Linked DNA regions of Sus scrofa: region 2 is linked to region 1. A link is a contact called in public HiChIP or PLAC-seq data. All regions are on one chromosome and are shown on one strand. Each heading gives the region's core, a stretch centred on a gene start, on an enhancer-like site or on the middle of the called end of the contact. The rest is flanking DNA. Distances are from core to core; before and after follow the strand shown. Region 1 holds the start of LOC110260660 (cytochrome c oxidase assembly protein COX14). Region 2 holds the start of CERS5 (ceramide synthase 5).

Region 1 (7,181 bases), core at 3,556-6,055:
CATTGCCAGCCCACGTCCCTGTTTAAGGCCGTTCCATAACTTCTGCATCCTGCTGAGTCTGCCTGCACTCCGTTCTGAATGGCCCCTACATATATGGAAGATACTGTTTGGGAACTCCAACATTCCAAAGGGCAAGTCAGGAGTTCCCGTAGTGGCACAGTGGTTAATGAATCCAACTAGGAACCATGAGGTTGTGGGTTCGATCCCTGGCCTTGCTCAGTGGGTTAAAGATCCAGTGAGGGGTTTTTTTGTTTTTGTCTTTTTGCCTTTTCTAGGGCCGCTCCCGTAGCACATGGCGTTCCCAGGCTAGGATCCTTAACCCATGGTTCCTAGTCGGATTCATTAACCACCGTGCCACGAAGGGAACTCCTGCTCATCCATTCTAAATGTAATAGTTTGCATCTACTAACCCCAAATTCTCAGTCCCTCCCACTCTTCCCTCCCTCCCCCTTGGAGATAAATTACTTCTTTTTTTTTTTTTTTTTTGTCTTTTTGCTATTTCTTTGGGCCGCTCTCGCGGCATATGGAGGTTCCCAGGCTAGGGGTCCAATCAGCACTGTAGCCACTGGCCTACGCCAGAGCCACAGCAACGAGGGATCCGAGCCGCGTCTGCAACCTACACCACAGCTCACAGCAACGCCAGATCATCAACCCACTGAGCAAGGGCAGGGACCGAACCCGCAACCTCACGGTTCCTAGTTGGATTCGTTAACCACTGCGCCACGACGGGAACTCCAGATAAATTACTTCTAATTTAACTGTTATGAGATAGAGAACAAGAGAAAGAAAAAGTTTAGAATGGGAATCTCTCATTTTAAACAAAATGTTCCTGAATTTGGAACTATGATTGTATTCTTAGGCTCCCCTCTATTGAGGGAATTAAAAATTGAAAGACTGACTGAAGTTAATGAGAATACGTTCCTTAAAAGTCAAGAGTTTGAAAGAAGAAAAGCTTGGGATTAGCTGGTTGAGGGGTGGGGTCAGGAGTAGTGTGAGACATTAAGTGTTGCTACGGCTCTGGTGTAGGCCGGCAGCTGTAGCTCGATAGACCCCCCAGCCTGGGAACCTCCGTGTGCTTTGGGTGCAGCCCTAAAAAGACAAAAGACAAAAAAAAATAGTCCCAAGGGCTGAACACTGCCTTTGAGCCAGTCCTTAAGGGCAGATCCCACACTGAGCTGAGGCACACCTTCCTTGAATCATAATTCCAAAGGACTGTGAAAAGTGACAATAAATAAGGTCAGAGGAAGGAAACCAAATGGCACAGGGTGAAGACAAGTCAGGGTTCTATTCGGGTTATCTGAGATCTGAAAGAATGATAGGAGACAGTAAAAAAACACCATACAATCAGAGCAGGACACTAAGGTAATTAATGGGCTGCCAGCAGAGACCCTGCAGCCTTCAACCGCGCTCCCACTTATTCTTTCTCCTCCTGGCCCACATGACACTGGGCAGATGCTAACCAGTTACAGGTCCACCTTTTCTCAGGGCTGGAAATAGGGTGGTACATCTCGCCTAGGAGTGACAGAAGATCTGACAGACGCAATTTTTCTAGAACCTTCCTCCTTTTGTTTAAATTTTATTTATTTATTTTGCTTTTTTAGGGCCACATCAGTGGCATACAGAAGCTCCCAGGCTAGGGGTCGAATTGGAGCTACAGCTGCCAGCCTATATACCACAGCTCATGGCAATGCTAGATCCTTAACCCACTGAGTGAGGCCAGGGATTGAACCCACATCCTCATGAATACTATTCAGACTCATTTCCCCTGCACCATAATGGGAACTCCCTCTTGTCTAAGCTAACGTGAGATTTATCCTATTTTCCTATTCTCAAATTAACAAAAACTCTTCACAGACCTCAAGCTAAGGCAGGGCAGTAGAAAAGGAGAAGACAGATGCAGAAATTATTCTGGAAGCAGAACAAGGATAATTAAACGAACAGATTAGGGCAAAGCTGAAAAATATCTCTAAGCTAACAAATTAGGAAACTTGAAGGAGTGAGACTGTTAATAGAAATAAAGAAGAAACACGTGTGTTGCTATGTCTGCGGATGACAGTGGCGGTGTCAGTCAAGAAGATCATGAACTAGACATGTTAAAATCCAGATGCTCAAGGAGTTCCCACTGACGAGCAACAGGATCCTCAGTCTTGGGAGCACTGAGACACAGGTGCGATCCCCGGCCCAGCACACTGGGATTCGGTGTTGCCGCACCTGTGGCTTAGGTGGCGACTGCCGCTCAGATCTGATCCCTGGCCTGGGAATTCCATATGCCGCAGGGTGGCCAAAAAAGAAAAAAAATTAAGATGCTCAATAAAGGAGTTCCTGCTGTGGTGCAAGGGGATTGGCAGCATCTCTGCAGCACCAGGACACAGGTTTGATCCCCACCCAGGCACAGTGAGTTATAGAATCCAGCACTGCCACAGCTGCAGCGTGGGCAGTAACTGTAGTTCGGATCTGATCTGATCTCATCCTTGGCCCAGAGTTCCATATGGCATGGGGTGGCCAAAAAAGGTGCTCAATACAATATTCATGTGATGATGTTCATCAGGCAGATGGATATGCAAATGTGGAACAGCTCTTGGGAGCAAGGCTAGGCCACAGATGCAGATGGAAATAACAAGTGACATCAAAACAGAGGATAAAACCAGAGAAGCCAAGGGAACGCCAGTTTGAAAAAGGAAAACAATTAGGGAGGGAGTTCCTGTCCTGGCGCAGCAGAAACGAATCTGACTAGGAACCAACCATAAGGTTGCAGGTTCCGTCCCTGACCTCCTTCAGTGGGTTAAGGATCTCGAGTGGCTGTGGCTGTGGCGTAGGCCAGCAGCTGTAGCTCCAGATTCGACCCTTAGCCTGGGAACTTCCATATGCTACAGGTGCAGCCCTAAAAAGCTTACAAAAAAAAAAAAAATTAGGAATACAGGTAGGAAATTCCAGAAACATCTGGGGTGCTTTTTCATTTAACTACAACAGCGGTTGAAAATCACTGCTGTATCTTTTGGGTGTACTTACTGGACCAGAATGAAAACTAAGAAATACTACTGCAGAGTTAAGTGGCCATAAAAATTAATCTGATAGAATCACTGGATAGAAATAGGTGACTAGGTCACAGGTAAACCTAGGCCAGAAGTCAATTTAATGCACCAAACTGGAACAGGTATTAAGTAGAAAGAATAGATTCTTAGCCAGGGCCCCAGCAGGCCCACGAACCCCATTCCCCAAGGTTTATGTGTCTACGCAATTTTCTAGGACAGAGAGAAACAGATTATTCGAAGGATCAAAACCCCTTCTCTCACCCCAAAGATTTCCTTTTTTTTCTTTTAATAGCAATGAGCCATGAAGCCCCTGTGGGAAGCATGGCTGTCCTTGAACTTCTATTTTTTTTCTTCTTTTTCCTTTCAGGGCCACACCTGTGGCATATGGAGGTTCCCAGCCTAAGGGGTGAGTTGGAGCTGTAGCTGCCGGCCTGTGCCACAGCCACAGCAACGAGGGATCCCAGCTGCAACTGCATCTGCGACCTACACCACAGTTCTTGGCAAAGCCAGATCCTTAACCCACTGAGCAAGGCCAGGGATCGAACCTGCAACCTCAAGGTTCCTAGTCGGATTTGTTTCCACTGTGCCACGACAGGAACACCCAAAGATTTGAGTCAGTATTCTTGTGATTTCCTGGTTAAGGGAATGCGAATGATAGGGCAGCAGCTTGAGAAGGTAATAAAGTCAAGTAAATCCTAGTTGTCTTGCTTACTGATAAGGAGATACAAGGATTACCTTTGGAAATGAAGAAAACTTGAGGTCAGCTGGAGAACATTCTCACCTGAAGGACATCCGTTTCCCTAATAAAGCTCAAGGCTGGGTCTCTTATGGGGTTAAAGGGAAGGTCTCAGAAAAACAGGGAAAAGAAAATGAGAGCCACTGTGGAAATACAACGTGCAAAGGTTATATGGCTTTTCTCTCCTTTCCTGCCGCCTAAACATGTTGTGCCCTCAAGGTTCAAGCTTCTCCTCCGGAAAACTCATTTCCTCAAATGGGTCCAGCCACCTCCGCTTAGATTTACTCACTTAGCTGTCTACCTTTTATTCGTGCTATGAAAGCCGCAGAGAACGCGGCTTCTGTCTCAAAGTAGATTATGATCTGATGGGGATAAACTCTGCATCTCAAACCCTGTTAGACAAAGTACAAGACGGCGGCGACCAGAAAAGAGGCACGTTGAGAGTTCAGAGACAAGGTGTGGGCTCAAGATAAGTTAGCAGAAAGGTGGGGGGTGGGGGCAGCTGTCATTTGGGGAGGGGCAAGATTTACACCAGTAGAGGAGGGACAGGGAGAGCATCCCAGGCATAGAAAGCCGCAAAGGAGTGGAGCCAGATTATCAATACGCACGAAGAGTGCCTGGAAAAGCTGCATTTCAGGGCGCAGCGCTCTGCGAGACGAGAAGGGGTCAGAGCTACTGGAGTCGGAGTCGGAGCGCAGAGGGCCAAGACGCACGGTGGGAGTCAGGGTCTGACAGGAACCTACGGCCCCAAGGAGCTTGCCGGGCTGCCAGCGGCGCGGTCCGCCGCGCAGAGTACGGAAGCCCGAAGACTGGGCGTGAGGATGCGGTAAGCAAAGGCCGGCCCGAGCAGGCGCGCCCAGGCAGATAGGAAGCCCCCACTAGGGCCTGGCGGACGGCGTACCTGAATGCTGCCGCTCCCTCTGGGTTCGAGTCCTCCAGCCGCACGACCTCCCAACGCAGCCGGAAGCTGCGCCCACGACCAGACGAGCGAGGGTAACGGCCCAGAAACCACTCTGAACGCTGAGGTGCTATTGGTGCAGAGCGCCGCCTTTCTCCCTCCCACGCGACCCGCTTACCCTCTAAGCTTCAGACTCAGCATAACTCCGCCTACCGAGGCGGTAGCCCGCGCAGGCCGCAACTCCGGCTGGCTGCCTCCTCTGAACTTCCGGTTTCCGGGTCAGCCGTCCTTACTACGCATCCTCAGACGAGCCTTCCTCTCAGGCCAGTTGATTTCTGGGGGTTGTAGTCATTCTCCACTGAGAAAGGGTCTTTGGAGATCCAAGCTCTGGAACTGGAACTTTTAGAATACTACTTAGTCATGACAGAAAAGACGATCTAAAACTCCGTCTCAGAGAGAGCCAGCCAGCCAATCCCCAGCCTACGGCGCGGTGACGTCTCCGGTAGCTAGGTAGGTTCTCTCGGTGCCAGCCCCCTGGAGGGCTGCGCGCCCCCTGGAGCCTGGAGTTGCTCTTTTCTCCGCGGCCAGGCTTCAGCAGAGCCCAGGTAGGAGTCCGACCCGAACCGCAAGCTTTACGGCAGCTTTGGCCATGGCCACGAAGTGGGCACGAGGGTCGAATCTCCATAACGTTTCACCCGTTTGTGACCTCCTCGCTTGCAGGCGGCTTGATAAGCCCCAGAGAAGTGCCAGGAAGAGGATGGGAGGGAGTGCCGTTTAGGGGAATGGGGGGACCCCTGCTAGGGGCCGGGAGTGGCTGGGGAGATGGAAGATGGCTTTCTTTCCATTTTCATTTTTCTTACCCTATGAGTGAAAACATACATGCAGTGATCTGCACTGACGCTGCACGCATGCACTCAAGCGCCCTTCTCCAACTTGTTTCTGGAAAAAACACTTTATTGGGTAGACAAGTGGGCCTGATGCGAAGGCCTGAGATTCTGTTAACTGAGGAGTAAGCAAGCAAAAGTAGGCAGAGGTTTTTGACTATCTAAGAGGGTCGCAGCTGCAGCCTAGGGAAGGGAGCTGTCTTTCCGTCTTGACTTTGACTTCCTGGGGAGGCAGCTCTAGATCCCAGCCACCTCTGGAGTGACTGTGCCCCCCCAGGCAGCTCTGCCCTTCACTGCTAAGACTGACTTCTCAAGGGCTAGGGGCTGAGAGGAGCCTCCCTGCCCGGTTTCTCGGGGACTTAGGAAGGGTTAACATAATGCTGGCCAGTCACAGTGTGCCAGGTGCCGCCACCCAGGCAGCTGAGACCCTTTGCTGGATGGCCAGGCGCCTTTGGTCGCTATTCATAGCCAGGGGCCCAGGCTGCTGACCTGTGACATTCCCCTGCTGCCATTCCATCCTGGAGCAAGGTCAGTGCCAAGCACACCCCACTCCCTCCTCCCCTTCCCATTTTTTCCCCCCTCACCCCAGGAGGTAGAATGGTTTGAATTTTTTCCTCCTCCATGAGTTTCCCAGCTCCTGAGGTGGTGAAGTTGTCAATACCTCAAAAGAAGGCCTTCAGGTGACAAAGGAGAGTTGGCTTTGGAATTAGGACACCCACATGGGGACCTGATCACCCTCCATTACGCACTCCGGTCCCTTGGTCTCCTGATACTAGAGCTGGCTAGCTGCCCTGGTGCTCTGGGGGCAGCTGAGAATTAGGTAGAGTTTGGGAGGGGGTAAGAGGTGGGTCCGAGATGTCCTGGGGAGATAGCAGCAGGAGGGACCCAACCGACGCCTCCCCCGACTGGAGCTCCTGAGAAGGGAGGCAGCGTAGGTACAAAGGTCACGGAGCAGAGTGATCTGAGCCGGCTATGAAATGGTGTAGCTCTGTCAGCAGATTAAGTTCCTGCCCTCCAAAGAGGGTGCTGGCGAGGAGGCGAGAGAGCCTTGGAAAGGTCAGCCATGGTGGGAGGGGCTGGCAAAGAACTAGGTCCCGGGAAGTCCCTGGGGGAGGGCGACATGCCCCACAGCCAGAGATGCCAGCATGGCAGCAACTCTGGTGCCAGGGCAGCTGGGGGGAGGGGGGAAGAGGATGACCAGAGGTTTCTGAGGACGCAGATGTTGCTAGGAGAAGCTAGAAGCGGGTTGTTTGAGATCTTTGTATTTTGTTAACAAACACTGAGATTCATTGATGCCATGTGGGGCCTGGCAGAGGTCAGAGCAAAGGGGTCCCTGGGGCTTGAGTCAGCTCAAAAGCCCGGACCCCTCCCTGGCAGCCTTTGCCTCATCCCTCTTGCAGCTGAGGTACTTCTTTAGCCAGTAACTGGGCTTGGGGACAGGACTCCTGGTCTGTGTGAGGCAGCAGTGGACGGCCGTTGCCTTGCCTCCCTGCTTCCCCCGCCCCGCTCCCCCCACATACTCAAAGCAGCCAGAGCTGGGCTTGAGTCTGCCCCTCCCCACAGCCAGAGAGGGACCAGGCAACTCCATTTCTGGTGAGATGTGGCGGCAAGAGGCTGCGGGCTGCTTGGTG
Region 2 (6,751 bases), core at 4,211-6,710, 54 kb before region 1:
TTTAGCAATGATGGTCTACACAAGTGCTTTAAGGTCTTGTGGGAGTGGGAATGGGGGGGGTGAGGTGGGGGGATAGTCGGACCGTTATGGTTCAGATTCCACTGAATTCCCCAAAGACAATATGACAGTAAATGATTAGTAGTACATTGTTACACTGAAAATTCAACGAAGGAATTAGGAAACATGCAGAAGGGATTAGGGACCTAAGCATTATGACTGAATGCACTTTAGCATAAAGGGCACAGTTTGTATATTTTTACATGCATACCAATTTATTGTTTAGTATTCCTCTGTTAAGAGATCAACTATTTAGTCTTTTTTAAAAAAATTTAGGTTAATTTTCTTACTCTGACATATAGGGGGAATTTATTGCTTACTCTGATATATATATGAGGAATTTATTGCATCCTGCTTTCTAAAGCACATCCTGAACTGGATTATTGAGATATAGCACAACCATCTTTTTGGAGCACCTTCTGAGCACCTTTGGTGCTTGGAGGGACTCACTGTGTCCCAGATAAGCAATGGTATTTGCCAATGGGTTTGACTACACCCCAAGTGGTTGCTTTCTTCTCTGGTGGCATCTGTGCTTCTCATAATTTACTGAAAGATGCAATATTTTTATAAGATCTTTTGTATTGCTATTTGCCATGTTGCATATTAGAGCCAGGAGTCTAAAGGAGGAATAACAGGAAAAAACAAAAACAAAGCCTTAAACAACTTGAGCTCAGATCCCCAAACCCTATATTCTACTTCTGATATTCCTGGGACACTAGTTTTTTTGTTTTTTTTTTTAATACTTAGAAGCTTTGAAATGTAGATTTTTATGGCAGACAGTATTCCTAGGGTGCAATTAAACCAATTATAGGCCTTTTTGGGGGGAGATGGTTTTCTAGTATTAAGGTTTTGGAACAATATAAACTTGAGTACATTTGTTGTACATAATTCATATTCCAAAGTGTATGGTGGGGGGGAGAGAGGTGTTTTAAGTGATAGGCTTTTCTTTGTACTGCATTTTTAGAAATTTAGCTCTAATATTTTTTAGAGATGTAAAATATTCTGCTTTCTTACAGTCTTGCTTCCTCTGAAACATTTTTATTCAATAAAGCTTTTAATTTACATTTGAACCTTTCAATGTTCCTTTTCCGTTATTATCTTGCATTGTTACAGTCTCTCAGGACCTACTTTTATTTTAGCAGTTTGGGTAGAAAAGGTGAATGGGTCTGATAGGTTTCAAGTGAAGAGAAGTGCTATGTATACATCTCACCACTAGATGGTGGTGTTGGGCTGCTCTTAAGCTCATACTAGAAGACAAAATTTTTCTTCTGGAAAGTTGAAAGAAACTTGGCAAGAGAATTCGTGTGTACATTCAAGACAAGCCATTTGTTTTACCAATTCAAAATACTAGGGTGGTTTTTTTTTCATGTTTTATTTTATTTGTCTTTTTAGGGTCGCACCCATGGCATGTGGACCCCAGGCTAGGGGTCTAATTGGAGCTACAGCTGCCAGCCTACACCACAGCCACAGCAATGCGGGATCCTTAACCCACTGAGCAAGGCCAGGGATCAAACTTGCATCCTCATGGATGCTAGTCAGATTAGCTTCAGTTGAGCCACACCGGAACTCCATGGTTTTTTACTGTTAATTGTACTCTGCATTTAATTTACCTTACAATTATGCCTAAATGCTAAATGGAATTTCCGAATGCCTCTGCTGAAAATGAACTTGTTTTCTTCTCTGAGCAGAGGCACTGTTGGTTATCTGATTTTCTTGCTTGCAGAGGCAACTGCCCTAATTATTAAGGTTTTTTTTTTTTTTAATGGGAATTTAGATTTCCTTGGAGATAGAAATGCTTTTTGAGTCATCTATTACATTTTTCAGGGTCATTCTGTGTTCCATTGTTTTTCTGGTCTTCTAAGTGGATGGCTGAGTACTACGATCGGCTCTTGGCCCCACCACAGGCTGAAGTCACTTAGAAAGCCCTATCCACTGAACAGTTAATCCAGAAGTTCCTGCTGACATTTATAAACTATCCAGTCCTGGCCTGAGTTGAGTTACCTTTACTCTGTGACTCACTACCTGCTGCGCTAACCCATCCACATGGTACTCACAACATCTACTAACTTTACACAAAAAGCCTGAGTGTCTGTGGCTGGCATTTATGGGTATCAATTGAGTGTGTCACCATATACCAGGTCCTAGGGGACTGAGATTACCCTTAGAAGAACTCTTCTATGACCTTTGAGAGCTAAAATAGACATAGGTACGGAGAGTAGAGACACAAGAACTAGCTCCATAATCAATGTAATAAAATGACATTCTTCTTAAGAGAATGACCAGATAACACTAAACATTCTTAGAAAACAAAAGAACCTACACCCAAACAAAAAGTGCTTATCGTGTATGCTCTCAGCTCTCTGAATGAAGGCAACTTGTTGGACTTGGTGTGTCAATGTTGACAAAAGGATGATGTGAGTTATTCTGTGGGTGAAGCAGGAAAAGGGGCCAGCTTGGGACCTGAGATGGTTAAGGAAACTCTCTTCATGTCCACTACAGGGACAGTTTGCTGGTCAGGTCACTCCTGGCCAAAGTGAAACCTGTACTACATTTGCTTTCCTTACGTATTTCACCATCGGTATGTTTTCTAACAACCAAGAGGCTGAGAATTTGATACAAATGTAATTTTCTGAGAATAGATCTAGTGAACAGGGTCATTGTGTGTTGGTTTCCGTGTGCCAGGTTAGCATATTCTTTGTTCCTTGGGGCTCTGATTTGAATTCCTATGAGATCAGGGAGAGTACTTCTTTTAAAATGTATCTTGGAGTTCCCGTCGTGGCGCAGTGGTTAACCAATCCGACTAGGAACCATAAGGTTTCGGGTTCGATCCCTGCCCTTACTCAGTTAAGGATCCGGCGTTGCCGTGAGCTGTGGTGTAGGTTGCAGACACGGCTCAGATCCCGAGTTGGCTCTGGCGTAGGCCGGTGGCTGCAGCTCCGATTAGACCTCTAGCCTGTGAACCTCTATATGCTGAGGGAGCGGCCCTAGAAAAGGCAAAAAGACCAAAAAAAAAAAAAAAAAAAAAAAAAAAAAGTATCTTGAATATAAGGTGGTTACGATTTTAAGCTATCTCTGGGTTTGGGCAAAAATGGCTTCAGATAGTAGTTCTCAGATTAGCAGTGGTATACCTGTGAACTTGTTAGAACTGAGAAATGCAGACTTCCCCTTGTGGCTCAGTGGGTTAAGGACCCAACATATCAACCAGTAGAACCTTTAATGACTATTACATCAGCTGTGTGATGGCTTTTGCAGTCAAAGTCATATCCACAAGCTGATATGACCGTCCTCTCAACAGAAATAGGCTGGTGGCCACTTGACACAGAGTGTGGGGGTGTGAAAGTGCTGCTGAGAGGAGGGTCAGAAACTGAAACCAGTGAACTTGGAAGTGGGTGGAGGCTGGCTCTGGGGAGCCCTCAGTCAGCAATGTTAATACTCCTATTTATCATTCAAGGAGTTCCCGTCATCCTGGCGCAGTGGTAATAAATCCGACTAGGAACCATGAGGTTTCGGGTTCGATCCCTGGCCTTGCTCAGTGGGTTAAGGATCTGGCATTGCCATGAGCTGTGGTGTAGGTTGCAACGTGGCTCGGATCCCGAATTGCTGTGGCTCTGGTGTAGGCTGAGGCCACAGCTCCGTTTAGACCCCTAGCCTGGGAACCTCCACATGCTGCAGGAAGCAGCCCTAGAAAAGACACACAAAAAATATACATATATATATACATGTATATATAGTTCAAAGAAACTGAAGTGCATTTATTTAAAAATAGGTATTGAGGAGTTCCTTTTGTGGCTCAGTGGGTTAAGAAACCGATGCTATCGTCTGAGGATGTGGGTTCAATCCCTGGCCTCGCTCAATGGGTAAAGATCCGGTGTCACTGCAAGCAGCAGCAGCAGCAGCATAGGTCACAGATAAGGCTCAGATCTGGGTAGCTATGGCTGTGGCACAGGCCTCAACTGCAAACTGCATTTCTGATTTGACCCCTAGCCCAGGAACTTCCATATGCCAAAGATGCAGCTGTATTTAAAAAAAAAAAAAAAAAAAAAAAAGAAAGGAAATGAGAAATGCACATTCATGCACCCTACTCTGAACCTCCTGAATCTTTGGTTGGGGCCCAGAAAACTTAGCAAACTCACCATGTGAGAGAAGGGACAAGCTAATGTCTGAGCTGTGGCAAACGAAGTTTTGAGAATCACTGAACTAAAAAGCAAACTTCTAGTCCACTCCTTCAAATGGCTCCTTTTTTTTCTTTTCCTCTTTTCCCTTTGAAACTATCTTCTGCTGTAAGCCTGCCTGCTAGTATAAAGATACTCTATCTGTCCTTGGACAAGATTAGTTCTTTGATCTTATTTCAGATCATTCTAGGTAGCTGTAGTAATTAAAATTGTAGCCAGGTTTTAACAGAGGGCACCCAAGGTTCACTGTTCTCCAGCAGCTGAGGAATAATTTAGAGTTCAGTGTTTTAAAGGTTTCTTGTCTATGGCTCCCCTTTACTGTTTATGTAGAGCCACAAAAGAATTCAATGTTCAGTGTGGAAATCTAAAACTAAGGAGGTTTATAGGATAAGGGCCCAGGGTTCTGGAATCTAGAGACTTTGTTCAGAAGCCCCAGCTCTACCACTTGTATATAACCTTGGACAAGCTGCTCTCTGGACTTCAATTTACTCATCCATAAAACAGTAAATAAAACAACACCTACTTCATAGAATGAGGAAGTTAAATGTGGAAAATATTTAGTGCACTACCTGGCATATAATAAACCTCATTAAACAATGGCCGTCTTCTACTTTTTCTTTTATATTTTCCTTTGAATAGCTTTCATTTCCTTTTTTGTTTTTTGTTTTTTTTCCATGAGAAGAATAAAAGAATTTTTTTAAAGTCCACTTTAAGGGATAATGAAAGGGGGCTGAGGTCATGAGGGGCAGGAGGGGAGAAAAAGGTTGGGAGCAAAAAGAACGCTGCTAGTAGGCAGTACCAGCTGAGATGGCGATAAACCCTAGTGAGAGAAGGGGGTTGGGAAGGAAGAGGGGGAAAGACGGATAGACACAGACAGACAGACAGACACACCACAACACCACACACACCACACACCACGTATGGCCTTCCAGCGAACCGGAACAGCTTTGAGCTGGCTGGACTGAAAAAGAAGAACATCCCCATAAGGGAGCTATGCCTGAAATACCGGGTGTAGCTGTGGCTAGACAGAAGAGTGAGCGAGGAGAAGCTTTACCGCAACCTGTAGCAAAAAAGGACGGGATCACTGTGGAGGCGTGGCCAGGGCTGGGTGAAGGCGGGGCGGGGAGGGCGTGGCCGAGTCGGAGGGCGGGGTCCCAAGGAGAGGCGGCTGGGGAGGCTACGGGGAGGGAGGTGGGCGGGGAGGCAGGGTGGGCGGGACAGAGGCCCGGCCCCGCGAAGGAGTCGGGCTGGAGTGCGGGTCCTAGAAGGGGCCGGAAGGGGGTGGCCGCCGGCCCGGCCCCGCCCCGGGGCCGCCTCCTCGCGGGTTCCGTTGGCTGGGGCGGCAGCTGAGCCTGTGGCGGCAGTGGCCGCGGGGTGGGCGTAAGATGGCGACAGCAGCGGCGGGAGCCCTGGGCCTGCTGTGGGGCTGGCTTTGGAGTGAGCGCTTCTGGCTGCCCCAGAACGTGAGCTGGGCCGACCTAGAGGGGCCGGGCAACGGCTACGGCTACCCGCGGGCCCGGCACATTCTCTCCGTGTTCCCACTGGCGGCGGGCGTGTTCTCCGTGAGGCTGCTCTTCGAGCGGTGAGAGACCGCGGGCGAACGGCGCGAAGGGCCTGGGGCGCGGGCTGGGAAAGCCTGCCCGGGGGAGAGACGGAGGCCAAGGACCGGAAGCAGAACTGCTGGGAAAGCCCGGAAGCAGGGGGCTGGGAGAGCCTGGGCCGCCGCGCGGGATGCTCGGAGGGTGGCCGAGGTAGTCGTGCAGCCTAGGTAAAGGCAGGGAGTTCGGGGCGTGGACATTGAAAGTGTCAGAGTCGAGGGGGACGCTGGGCCCATTCAGTTTTGCAGCCCGGAGGTCACTTGGGGCGGGGGGGGGGTTCATAGGCCTCTCCCCAACCGCCAAGGATTCTGCAGACCAGGAAGCAGATTGAGTGTGAGCTGTGGCCGAGGGCCCGAAGCAAGAAACAAGAAAGGGCCAAGAGAACCAGAACTAGTTGGGGCCAGGGAAGCTGCAGGGTCAGCGCAAGGAGCCAGACGTTCCAAGTCGAAGGAGCACGTTCGTGGGAAGCTAAGATTTGTGAGGACACTGAGAGTTGAGGGGTACAAGATTAGTTAGGCCTTAAGCCTTGATTCATCAGTTCATGGCCGCGTGTGTGTGTGCTTCTCAATAAAATTCAGCTGGATCCTGTAAGAGACTAGAACCCTGTAGGGATAGGGTTAGTTGCAGAACAGGCCTTGGAGGCCTGAAATGGAAGGAGGAGTGGTCATCTTCAAAGGATGGAGAGCCTTAGGGCCTATAAGAAGACAACTGTATTGAGCAAGTTTCTAAGGGACAATGTGTTCTTGGCAAAAGTGTTTTCACTTGTCTTTGATTGAGTGGCTCGTGTCTGCTGTCTAAAATAAAGGTATTCACTGATAGGATGATTTTGGTCTGCTCCATGTTACAGGAAGAGTGACTTCTTTCCGGATAGGTCTCAGATAATGAGGATAATGAGGATGGCACTTGGACATCTTTTGTTCATTT

Evidence for each region. HiChIP or PLAC-seq counts read pairs in DNA pulled down with a chosen protein or histone mark.
Region 2: a contact with region 1 is called in an H3K27ac HiChIP or PLAC-seq map of skeletal muscle. The contact joins the promoter of CERS5 here to the promoter of LOC110260660 in region 1. A contact is called at or near these places in 2 of 5 promoter capture datasets (fetal liver and liver), 14 of 47 Hi-C or Micro-C datasets (alveolar macrophages, blood, embryonic fibroblasts and 7 more) and 2 of 2 datasets of contacts at active chromatin or transcription factors (alveolar macrophages and skeletal muscle).

Annotation. Positions count from the first base shown.
Region 1 is chr5:16,014,043-16,021,223 of Sscrofa11.1, reverse strand. It overlaps LOC110260660 (cytochrome c oxidase assembly protein COX14), which reads right to left and starts at 4,805. Exons shown (of 2, transcript XM_021091641.1): 1 at 4,670-4,805. It overlaps GPD1 (glycerol-3-phosphate dehydrogenase 1), which reads right to left. Exons shown (of 8, transcript NM_001190240.1): 8 at 6,797-7,181.
Region 2 is chr5:16,068,812-16,075,562 of Sscrofa11.1, reverse strand. It overlaps CERS5 (ceramide synthase 5), which reads left to right and starts at 5,460. Exons shown (of 11, transcript XM_021091643.1): 1 at 5,460-5,811. The coding sequence starts at 5,615. It overlaps LIMA1 (LIM domain and actin binding 1), which reads left to right. Exons shown (of 11, transcript NM_001114676.1): 11 at 1-1,123.